Linked DNA regions of Sus scrofa: region 2 is linked to region 1. The links are chromatin contacts, called in public HiChIP or PLAC-seq maps. All regions are on one chromosome and are shown on one strand. Each heading gives the region's core, a stretch centred on a gene start, on an enhancer-like site or on the middle of the called end of the contact. The rest is flanking DNA. Distances are from core to core; before and after follow the strand shown. Region 1 has its middle 7.3 kb from the start of TPRG1. Region 2 overlaps TPRG1 (tumor protein p63-regulated gene 1 protein).

What was found. HiChIP or PLAC-seq counts read pairs in DNA pulled down with a chosen protein or histone mark.
Region 2: a contact with region 1 is called in an H3K27ac HiChIP or PLAC-seq map of alveolar macrophages. The contact joins two enhancer-like sites. A contact is called at or near these places in 1 of 47 Hi-C or Micro-C datasets (heart right ventricle) and 1 of 2 datasets of contacts at active chromatin or transcription factors (alveolar macrophages).

Annotation. Positions count from the first base shown.
Region 1 is chr13:126,519,849-126,525,480 of Sscrofa11.1, reverse strand. No RefSeq gene overlaps it. Among named protein-coding and RNA genes, the nearest start is that of TPRG1, 7.3 kb to the left of the region's middle. Within about 2 kb of position 3,375, at least 10 of the 83 cell types and tissues checked have an H3K27ac peak or open chromatin away from gene starts, as enhancers often do. A contact at or near this core is called in alveolar macrophages, where this site is marked.
Region 2 is chr13:126,652,249-126,657,880 of Sscrofa11.1, reverse strand. The region is part of intron 2 of TPRG1 (tumor protein p63-regulated gene 1 protein); the gene reads right to left. Among named protein-coding and RNA genes, the nearest start is that of TPRG1, 130 kb to the right of the region's middle. Within about 2 kb of position 3,475, at least 1 of the 83 cell types and tissues checked has an H3K27ac peak or open chromatin away from gene starts, as enhancers often do. A contact at or near this core is called in alveolar macrophages, where this site is marked.

The DNA.
Region 1 (5,632 bases), core at 2,126-4,625:
CAAGAAAGTTTAGGCAGATCTTCTACAGTAACAATAGCCACCACTGCTGGGCATCTATCTTGTGCAAAACTCAGAAAAGTTGTTTTGTTTTGTTTTGTTTAAAAAGGCAGTATAAATTTGAAGCCAAATCTGTCTTACTCTGAACCCCATACTTTTTCCATTGTACTACACTGCTTCTCTATGCTTCAGATTTCTCATCTATAAAATATGGGACATTTTTAAGAATAAATGAGATAAAAAGTGGATTCGAGGTACAATGGATGCTCTCTAATCAGCAGAGATTATTATTTTAAACAACATATCTTGCATATTTGTTATACCTGAGGTCTTAGCATTTTGATTAGATTACTCAAGAATGTTAGCTACTATCAATTCACCATCACCATACTCATCAGCTTTCACCCTCGGCTTTCCCCTGATGTGTCCTCTCAAGGGATTGGGCTCAAACATGAAAGATCTAAGAAGAACAGGTAGGGAAGGATGGGACCCGAGCCTGCCTACTGGTGCTGGAATGCTGAGCAGACAGGTCAGGTCTGGTAACAGAGCTCCATCCATTCACAGACCAGGCAACTGGGAATCCATGGCAGATATTCTTCAGTCCAGAGTGCAGGGATTTTGAGATGGGCAAAGCCAAAGGCAGACAGATCACAGTTTCAGAAAGGCCAAATCATAGGAGCAAGGTCCAAGCTACCATTTCTGGCAAAAGCCAGACAAGACATTAGCTAGGAGGAAATAAGGAGGTGGAGGGAAGATCTCCAGACAAAGAGCATAAGAACCAAGATTAAACAAAATCCAGTTGGAAGGAATAGAGATTAAAATGGACCTGGAGTTCCCGTCGTGGCGCAGTGGTTAACGAATCCGACTAGGAACCATGAGGTTGCGGGTTCGGTCCCTGCCCTTGCTCAGTGGGTTAATGATCCGGCGTTGCCGTGAGCTGTGGTGTAGGTTGCAGACGCGGCTCGAATCCCGCGTTGCTGTGGCTCTGGCGTAGGCCGGTGGCTACAGCTCCGATTCAACCCCTAGCCTGGGAACCTCCATATGCCGAGGGAGCAGCCCAAGAAATAGCAACAATAACAACAACAACCAAAAAGACAAAAGACAAAAAAAAAAAAAAAAAAATGGACCTAAGGCTTCTGAACATGACAGATGAGTCTTTTTTCCCTCTGATTGTAAAAATTAATTAAAAAAAAAACATGATATTATCTTGGCCATAAACAGTGGACTCATTCGTTTGGAGTGAAAGTACCAAAACATGCGTGGGAATGATATCTACCAAATTCAAATAGTGTTTTCCTTGGTAGAGAATAGGAGGAAAAGGAGGGATGAAGAGGGAATGGAAAGTGGGGGCTTTAACTATGTGTGTTACATTTGGTTTTTCGGGTTTTTTTTTTTTTTTTGAGAAAAATGAGATCTGAAGCAAGTATGGCAAAATGTTAGCATCTGTTAATTCTTATGGTAAGGACATGACATCTGTCATATCTTTTCTGAATGGTTACATATTTAATAAATTAAAATAAAATATAAATAAATAAGTATATTTAAACTCTAATAAATTATATTACTATTAATATGTAATCATTATAGAAAATCTGGAGATCTTATGAATAACAATGTAGGAAGGTAAGGCGTTTTAAAATTAAGATGTTGGCTAGCTGATGTGATATTTCTCAGGTAAAACAATAGGTCTAAATCTATTTAGATTGTATATGATGTCCATGGTAGGTTTACATACTGACAGTCTGTATATGTGTTAGGAAGAAGGTTTCGGGATTCTTCAAAACATACTATCTGGCCAACCATTCCAGAAATGTACAAACAGGGATTCCATTGATCCCCTGGCTGCCCTGAATGGGCATATGACTGAACCTGTGGCATATGGAAATTCCCGGTCTAGGGGTCCAATCAGAGCTGCAGCTGCCAGCCTACGCCACAGCCACAGCAACACTGGATCCAAGCTGTGTCTGCAACCTAACACCACAGCTCACAGCAATGCCAGACCATTAACTCAGGGATCGAACCCACATCCTCATGGTTACTAGTCAGGTTCGTTACCGCTGAGCCATAATGGGAACTCCCCAGAAAGTCCCATTTTAAGATAAGAACCAAGATCTTATACTCTCATATGGAAAGAAAATCTGAACAGATTTCTAGACCATCAAAGCTAATGTTACAAACTTTATAAACTAGAATTCATGAATGGAAACCCAGCCAGACATAGAAGAACAGAAGAATACCATCAAGCACTGGATCTGATTGACATTTATAGAACAGTCTGCCCAACAAGAGTAGAATACACATCTTCAAGTGCACATGGAACATTCAGCAAGGCAGACAACATCCTGGGTCATACACCTTCTGGAAGTCTCCCATGAAACAGAGCCCTTCAGACTCAGAAACAAGTTTCATTTCAAATATAATCGATGGACCATCTGGAGTCTCGGACTACAGCATGACAGAAGAACAAGCAGAATTGCCTCTCAATGGGCAACACTCATCAGTAAGAGCTGACTGCCAAGCCATTTGGGAGGAGACAGATGAGCTATAAAATACAGACACAAGGGCCCAGAGCAGAGCAGTCTGGGGCCATCCAGTTCTGGGACAAAGTCTAACAAGCCCAGAAGCGCCTGGGGCCCTCCTGAACTGGTACCCTCAGTGGTTTAGTAGAAAGAGGATGGGAGTCAGCTGAAGAGGGTTTGGGCCTGGCTCTGCCGCTAACCCACAGGACGCTATGGGCTGGTCCCTTTCACTTCTCCTTTCTGGGAACTAGCTTCCTTTTTGGCAAAATGGAGTCACTAGAATCTAGTGACTAGGTCTCCAAAACAATTTCCACATCTACCTCTTTGTGACTCCTTTTGTGTTCATCTTAATTCCCCTGGGTCTTCAAGAAAAGGATGAATAATTCTTGGTGATTTTCGTGTTGGAAGACAGGAAGGAGTGTGAGACCTCGGGGGCTGTGTTTGCTCTCAGGCACTGGCTTATTCCTCTCCACCAGCATGGGCATGGTCAGAAGCATCCCAAAGGGTTCCACAAGGACATATTTATACACAGCTTCCAGAAAGCAGGAAAATGGTAAAAACAAGCCTTGCAAGAGAAGCTCTCTGTATACCAGACAATTTAATTCTGAACAATGGACCACATGAGGGTGTATAAATAACTAATTATGCTGGACAACATGAACTGCTTTGGGGGATGATTGCAAAATTGGGGAGGAAGGAAATGTGATGGGTATTTATATATTTGGGCTCCAGTCAAAGATTTCATATTCACTCTTAAGCAATTTGACTTGCAAAATTAGCTCAGACTAGAACACGGTCAAATGACTGGAAACCAGCAGCAAGTCCACTATCAAAGGGGGTTGTTTGTGCCCAAGCCTCCAGGAGACTGGAAAGGAGGGCTGAGTATGTGCCCCAGCAGTCTCTGCAGGATGTTCCGTGAAAGATGCCCTGGTCTCCAATGACCTTGAGGAATGGAGACTGTTTGGAGGCATTTATAATAAGTAGTTTCGATGGGAAGTCAAGCTCATCTTGCTGTCACACAAGCATGTATTCCTGGATGCTCAGTTCCACATTTTCCCTGAGTCTCTACCTTGTGATCAGTACTCTGCCAAGTCCTGGAGATACAGAGTCTATTTCTGTAAGAGGCCCTGGGATACCTCACTCACCACTGTACCTCAAGTGCCTACAAAGGCCTCTGGTCCCTGTATCCTAGATGTGCAGAAATACTTGTTGGATCAATGAGTTGTTGCATGAAATGAGTAGTACATAGCCCTTTCCCAAGCAGAATCCTCTGTCTAGCAGATGACATAAAACTGGACAGTGCTCTTTAAAACAGAGCAGGTGTCAATACGTGTGATCATGGAGATATCAAGGGCTCTGTGAGTACAGAGGAGACAGAACAGTCAAATCCAACCTGAAGGACTGGCAAGGCTCTTTCCTTCCTGGCGCAGGGTCCTCGCACACCCATTTCCCCACTGATGATACTCCCTGCTACATTCTCTTCGTCATCATGACATCACTTCCAGATTTGAGCAAGACCTTGAAAAAGATTCGGACAAAGAGAGATTTTGGAAAAGAGAATTCCAGGATGGAGCGGCATGATTAGAAGCCAGGAAGGGGGAAAGTGTAGGTGAGAGTGACTGAAATGATAGCGAGGGGCAGAGCAGTGTTCCCCACAAGTGACTCACTAAAGGAAGGGCGGTGGGAACCATTATTGGGTTTAGGGGAAGAAAAATAAAATAAGCAGAGCCAGAACATAACAAAAACGGCTCAAGAAGCTCTCTGAAGAATTAACTGGTGGAACAAGAAACTGGAGAGCAAAGAGATAATTAGCAAGCTGCTAAAGGCCTCTGTGGAGAAGGAGATGGGGGCCTGACGAGGGTGGCTCTGGTAGGAATGAAAAGATCAGAGATGGGGCTGCAGAATGATTGAAAGGAATTGTAGGTGAGGAGGCAGGAGAAGGAGAACTGAGCAAGAACCCTCAGGTTTCTACCAGGGGAGACAGGCTGAAGGGAAGTGGAGCTGTGAGCAGAGATTATAAAGACAGCAAAAGGAGGAGGAGTTTGGGGATGAAGTAAGAGAGTTTGATGGGGCATTGGTATTGGAGGTGCTGAGGAGCCATCAATGGGAACGACCCAGCAGAAAAAGAATATCAGGACTGAGAGGTGCCTTTAGGTGGCACCTGCCCAGAGTGGGTACCAGAATTAGTAAGACTTAGATGAAAGCCTCCTGGGACATACCCTCTTGATTTTCCCTGCACAATAGTTCAGCCTGAGCCTCGGACAGTGACCCCCAGTCCTCCAGGATGCTAGAACTCTCTTTCTGCCTCTTTCGCTGGAAACCGAATAGCAGAGACACACCTTGCTTGTCATTTGATGGTTGACGTAAATGTAGGCCTTGCTCTTGAATCCTGAAAAATCACCTGAGTTGAAGACCTTTTCAACTAGCGCTCCTTCTGCTGGGCCCTTCTCCCCAGCACATGTAACCATGCTCAGCCACCCCACATTCCAAGTACCCAAAGCTAAATTCCCTCTGACCATCTGGAGCCCTGCATTCTGATGAAGGAAATGATGGACTTGGGAAAAAAAAGAAAAAAGAAAAAAAAAAAAAACCCACACAGAGTTAGAAAAAATTCTCCTCCTGGGAGAAACTTTAGCTTTGACAGACAGAATGATTACACTCCTAGGTGTTTCCAAACATAAGTAATAAGGAGACCTACCAAGTGCCAGACTGGTGTCATGGAATTTCCCAAGGTGAAGGGGACCCCACAGTAAGTCAGTCATGACAATGGACAGAGAGAACATTGTTTCTCACCAGTCTTCCAGGGTCAGGCATGGGGAGCCTGAGGCCAGATCAATGCAGACACGCTCAGCTCTCAAGGAGTTTTTCCTTGAAAGAGAAACACAAAGGCAGGATGAGAAGTCCCCCAGCTGCTTCCTCTAGGAGACCTGCTGTGGCAGAAGTCGCCCCTCACGGATCTGCCAAGAAGGAAGCTTTGAAACGACTACTGGCAAGGACACGGGGTCAGAAGTTCCTAGAATTACTTCCTACTCGAATCAAAGAAGCACAGGGAGAGAAGGGGGTTGGCTGTCAGAGGGGATTGATTCTGAACCCTAGTCCACACTCCCACCCCCCTG
Region 2 (5,632 bases), core at 2,226-4,725, 130 kb before region 1:
CACATACACACACACACACACACACACACACACACACACTATGGGCATTTAAATTATTTCCAAAAGAAACTATTTTTTTAATTACTAATAGAACACTAGCAAAAAAATAAGGAAAAAATCTTAAAAGAACAAAAACATTAATCAAAAAATTTTAATTAAATAGGAAAAGAAAGACCACTAGACTAGTTAGCATCTCCACATGCCACCAGCTAAGTGAGCTTGTGTTAGTCAGTTCCTTTTTCTGGACCTCAGTTTCATCAGCTGGAAGTGCGGGCAGTAATAATCACCCTTCTTTTCCTAAAATGACTGGAACATGAAAACCCTTCAGACCCACCAAGGTCCTCTACACAGGTAAGCAAGGAAGACAGAAAATAGCATGCTACCAGAATCATTTATTCATTCATTCATTCATCCAGCAAACATGAATTCTCAACATAAACCAGGCTCTCTGCCAGGTGCGCAGAATTTCATAGTAAGTAAAGCAGACAGAATTGTGACTTTTCTGGAGTTTATAGTATAGTGGAGAAGACAGGTGCTGAATAATCACACAAACAAACATATTTAAAATTGTGATGTTTGCCATAAGGAAAAGTTGAAGGCAGGTTGGAAAATACATCATGATGGGTGATATGATTTAGATGAGGACTGGGGGTGAGTCAGGTAAAGGAATCAAAGGAAAGTTCCTCAGAGACTTGAAGCATGAGGGGTTGGCAGGCAAAATTTTGAGAATAGGTTGCAGGTAGTATCCCAGGTAATAGAAAAAAACACATCCAATGCCCTAGAGGTTTAAGAAAAAAAAAAAAAAAACTGGAAATACTCAAGGCACTAGCAGAAGTCCAGGGTCACCATTGATGGTTTTTGTGTTTGTGCTACCACAATGATGATCTCATACTATTTTGGAGAACAGACTAGAACAATTATGAATATTGACACACTAATGACTTTAGGCTAAACTTCCTTTCTTCAACAAAAGTTTCTAATTTAGAATGCCTGTATTTCCAAAGCAAATTCTAATCCCTCTATATTTAGGTTTTATTATACTTGAAGGACATTAAAGATATCCTCTCTTCTATAGGCCTCAAAGAGAAAGTCAACCTGTTAAAATTAAGAATTTTAAAAGGAAAATTGATAGACCTAAATCCATCCCAAGGAAAGCTAATGGCCAAAACTATAATATATGAGCAGCAGCTGAAGATCCTAAAGCTGGTGCTACTGGAAAAGAGAACATGAATGAGACAGAGTCATGATCCCACATACCTACACAAGTTGTCATGTGGAAAAGAGGAGACATCGACTACTCTCTTTAATGGATATGAGAAGATTTCACAGCTGAAATGTGCAAGAGAGCAAAACATTCCTCGATACATAAGGGGTTAGAGTGGAGATGATTGATTTTGCAAAGGGAAGAAACAGATATTCCTCTAGAAGTCACAAATAAATCATAAATGTAAGTACAGATTAGACCACCACTTGGGGACACTTAGAGAAGATTCAGGTATCTTTAAAGACCAATGTAGTAGGCAATGTAGTAAACACTCCAAAGTGTCTGCCAGAACGGAGAGATGCCATTGAAAAAAAGTCTCCTTGACAGAAATATTTAAGAAACTGTTTTCAGTAAAAGAGAAGTTTCATCTCCAAAAACTTTTTCTTTGTATTTTTCCAAAACTCTTAATCATTTAAGAGACTGGAGCAGTGATCAGAGACTGGCACTGTGATCAGGAGATAATCTTCATACCACTGCCATTGGAGAGCTGTAGAGAGCTTTGCAAACTATAAACGGTTCCAACAAACTATCAGCACAGAAAAGTTTTCATTAAATCAGCAGTCTTATTTAGCATTACTTAGTATGGGTTTAGAAGAAACAGTTTAGTAATGGAAATTGGGATAGGAGGTGAAAGCCCCAGGTACCTGGCTTGAGCAGAAATGTTATGTACCAGGTCTGGGAAAAAGTTTGTTTTATAATTTCTGGATGTGGATGGGCATGGGTCAGGAAAGTTAATGGAGCCAGAGCAGATACTGAAGGTTGAAGAGCTATGTACATGAAGGTTATTGGGCACAAGAAGGCAATTTAATAAGAGATAAAGAGCACATGTGACCTGAGAAAGAAGGTACAGTCAGGAAATTGCAAGAATGAACAGTCTGGGTGTATGTTGTGTAAGCTGGTTTGGTGAACAGATAAGCAAGAGATTTACTCATGAAAAAATAAACCTGATCCGGTTGGTCAGGAATTCTCAAACTTGTGTTTCTGTAAGTCTTCTGAACCTATGAATATAGCCCTTTATTGCTGCAAATGAGGGCTTTGTTCTCTGATGACCTAGAATTTTTCTTAAGGAATCTGGCAACTCAGCCTGAGCCAAGGGCAAGTCCTGGTTTTATCCATCTTGACTTAAGTATGATTAGGAGACGAGATGGAACATCGAGACAGATAGAGATTTTATCAGGTCATCATGCTGATGAAATTATAAAAGGTGACCTGCTATTATAAATTGTCCCTAAGTCTCCTTCCCAAATCCACCCCAGTGAGGGATTAGAGTTAGAGAGCATTTACTGAGTGTCTATTATTTGCCAAGTATTACCTAAGTGCTATTATTCTCAACCCAAGCCTCTAAGATAAATGTTGTTCTCATCTAACAGTGGAAGAAGAGGATAACTCCTTTATTCATTCTATTTAGTCATTCATTTGTTGAGTCAACATATATTAGTTAAGCACCTTTTATGTGCTACTATCGGTGGGGTTATCTATCAAATGTCACTATAGGAGGCACCTGCCAGGAATTCCTATAGGAAGTACCTATTGCTTTATCTGTCCAGCACTACTTCTTCTAAATAATACCACTTGTATTTTTGGATCTTCCCCTTTCTCCAGTTTATCTAAATGTATCACTAAAAACCCCATTTTCTCACCTAACCCCTATTCCCTGACTACAAAGGATGGTCAACTGACTTAGTACTTTGAGATTTGGGACTAAGAGAACACCAAAATAAGGTCTGGTCATTGGCTAAAAACTATAAAATGAAATATTAAGTTGCTGGACCATGACTCTTGCCAGCTGGAGGAATTCCATAGTGAAAGGGAAAAATGAAGCTGACATAGCGCAAAACAGCAGAGAAATGAGACAAAGACCAGATCCTAATGGCAGTCATTTTTCTGCTCCGTGGTGTGCTTTTCTTTAGGTATTCACCTCTTCCTGTGTTCCCAAGAGTACAGCATCCCAGCATCCTTCAAAAAGTCTTTCTGCTTAAGCTTGCCTTTTTTTAAAACTTCTAACAACTTGTTACTGTGCTAGGCATGGAAGACACAAAGATGAAAAACACAGAGTCCCTGCCCTACGACACTCTTAAGAGGTGTTTCACAAGAACACATATGTGGACATGGATCATTACAACATTGCCAGTGGAGTAGGGTGGAGACATGGTCCCTTATGGTGTGTATCTGAATCACCCAGCTACCCCTTTCCTTTGCCACTTATCATCTGCAAGATCTTGATCTACTTCCTCCCTCCAGGCATGGGCATCTCTGACTAAAATCCGGCTATAGTGATGCAGTTACTGATGCAAGGTCAGGAGTCTGCAAACATTTTCTATAAAAGACCAAATAATAAATATTTTGGTTTTGTGGACAATAATAGACTCTGTCACAACTATTCAGTTCTGCTCCTATAGTGAAAAAGCAGTGATGGAGAATATTACATGAATGATCATAACTATGTTCCCCCAAAAAATCCTTTGTTTACAAAAACAAGTGAGAGGCCAGATTTGGCACATGGGCCATAGTGAGTCAACCTTAGACCTAGGTGTTTGGGACAAAGTGAAGTTCAGAACCACAATGTTCAATGTTAATTGAATGGCAGAAGTATGTACCAGGTGCTGTAGAAACTCAGAGGAAGAACCAAACCATGCCATGAGCATTAGGAAAAAAACATTTCTGTAGGAGATAACACTTGAGCCAAGTCTTTCAACAAAATACAAAGGAGAGTTAGCCAGAGCAAGAAGGGATGGGTAGGGAAGAGCAGCATTTACAAACACAATAATCTGGAGTTCCCATTGTGGCACAGCAGGAATGAATCCGACTAGGAACCATGAGATTGCAGGTTCGATCCCTGGCCTTGCTCAGTGGGTTAAGGATCTGGCATTGCTGTGAGCTGTGGTGTAGGTCGCAGATGCAGCTCAGATCTGGCGTTGCTGTGCCTGGGGCATAGGCAGGCAGCTGTAGCTCTGATTAGACCCCAAGCCTAAGAACCTCCAGATGCATGGGTGTGGCCCAAAAGGTAAAAAAGATAAAAATTAAAAAACAAATACAATAAGTTTTGAGAGCCCTTGATACTTGAGGGATTGCCAAGAGTTCTCTATTATTGGGAGAAAAACAAAAAAATTAGGAGATTAGCAAAAATAAGAAAAAAAGAAAAGAAAGAGTACATTTAAAAAGACCTAATATACTAAGAAATTTAAACTTTATCCTTAAAGTTTTGGGGAGCCATGAAAGAATTTTAGGCAGAAATCCTCTGCCTAAAATTGTCAATCAGATATCATTTAATTCCTTTTTTTCATTTTTTTGTAATGTGTTTAAGTATATGTGAATCCATTTGTGCTTTTAAAGGACAAAATTACCACGAGTACTTAAAATATATAGATAATATTGAGGACTTATTTTTTAAAACCACATTCGCAAACTTCTGCCATAGCTCTTTTTTTAAAATAAATTCTCAGGACTATACAAAGTAGACACAGGAATTCTAGGCAGGAAAACATTACAGTTGTTCACATGTGAAGTGATAAAGCCCCGAATGTAGGCAATGAAGTCAACTGAAGCATCAGAATCAACAGGATTAACCTGGAGATAGGTTGTAAGCAAGATCAAGAGAAGGAGAAAAAAGGTTACTCCTAGGGCAACTGGGTAGATAAAAGTGGACCGTCACCAATGTTGAAAAATTGGGGCCTGCTGAGTTTCAGTTTGGGACATGTCAAATGTGAAATACCTGTGGGACATTCAAGGTGAGCTGTAGAAGGAAAGTCATTAAATGGCTGTGAAGGTAGATCAGCTTTTTACAAACATCTGCTTACTACATACGACCTGATGAGGCAGGTGCTGTTATTATACCCATTTCACAGTTGGAGAAACTGGGATAAAGAAGCAGCCAGGGCAAGGGGGTTTATTTTGTTTTGTTTTACAATAACTCCAGCTGGATTATAGAACCCAGACTTACTGAGTCTGAGTTCAGGAGCAGGTGACAAGTATATTAGGAAAGACTATGTAGGATGAGAAGAGAGGAAGACTAAGGCTGAAACCTCAGGAACAAACATTTATAGGAGGGACAGTAGTGGCTGTGGTTATGTGAAATTATGTGAGGTTTCAGAATGTCTGCGTTCAAATCCCAGTTCAGTTGCTTATTAAGCTGCATGACTTTAAGAACAAGTCATTCAGATTCCTCTATCCCTGTTTCCTCATCTGCAAAATGATAATAATAATAGCACCTACCTGCTGGGTATATGCATCAAATGAAAGGATGTGTGTAAAAATCTGACCAGGAAGCATGACAAATAGTGAATACTCAAACAAGCACTGGCTATAATTGTTTTATTATTCATACTAACTTGAAAAGGAAAAAGAGGAAAGAAACAACTGGTAAAATAG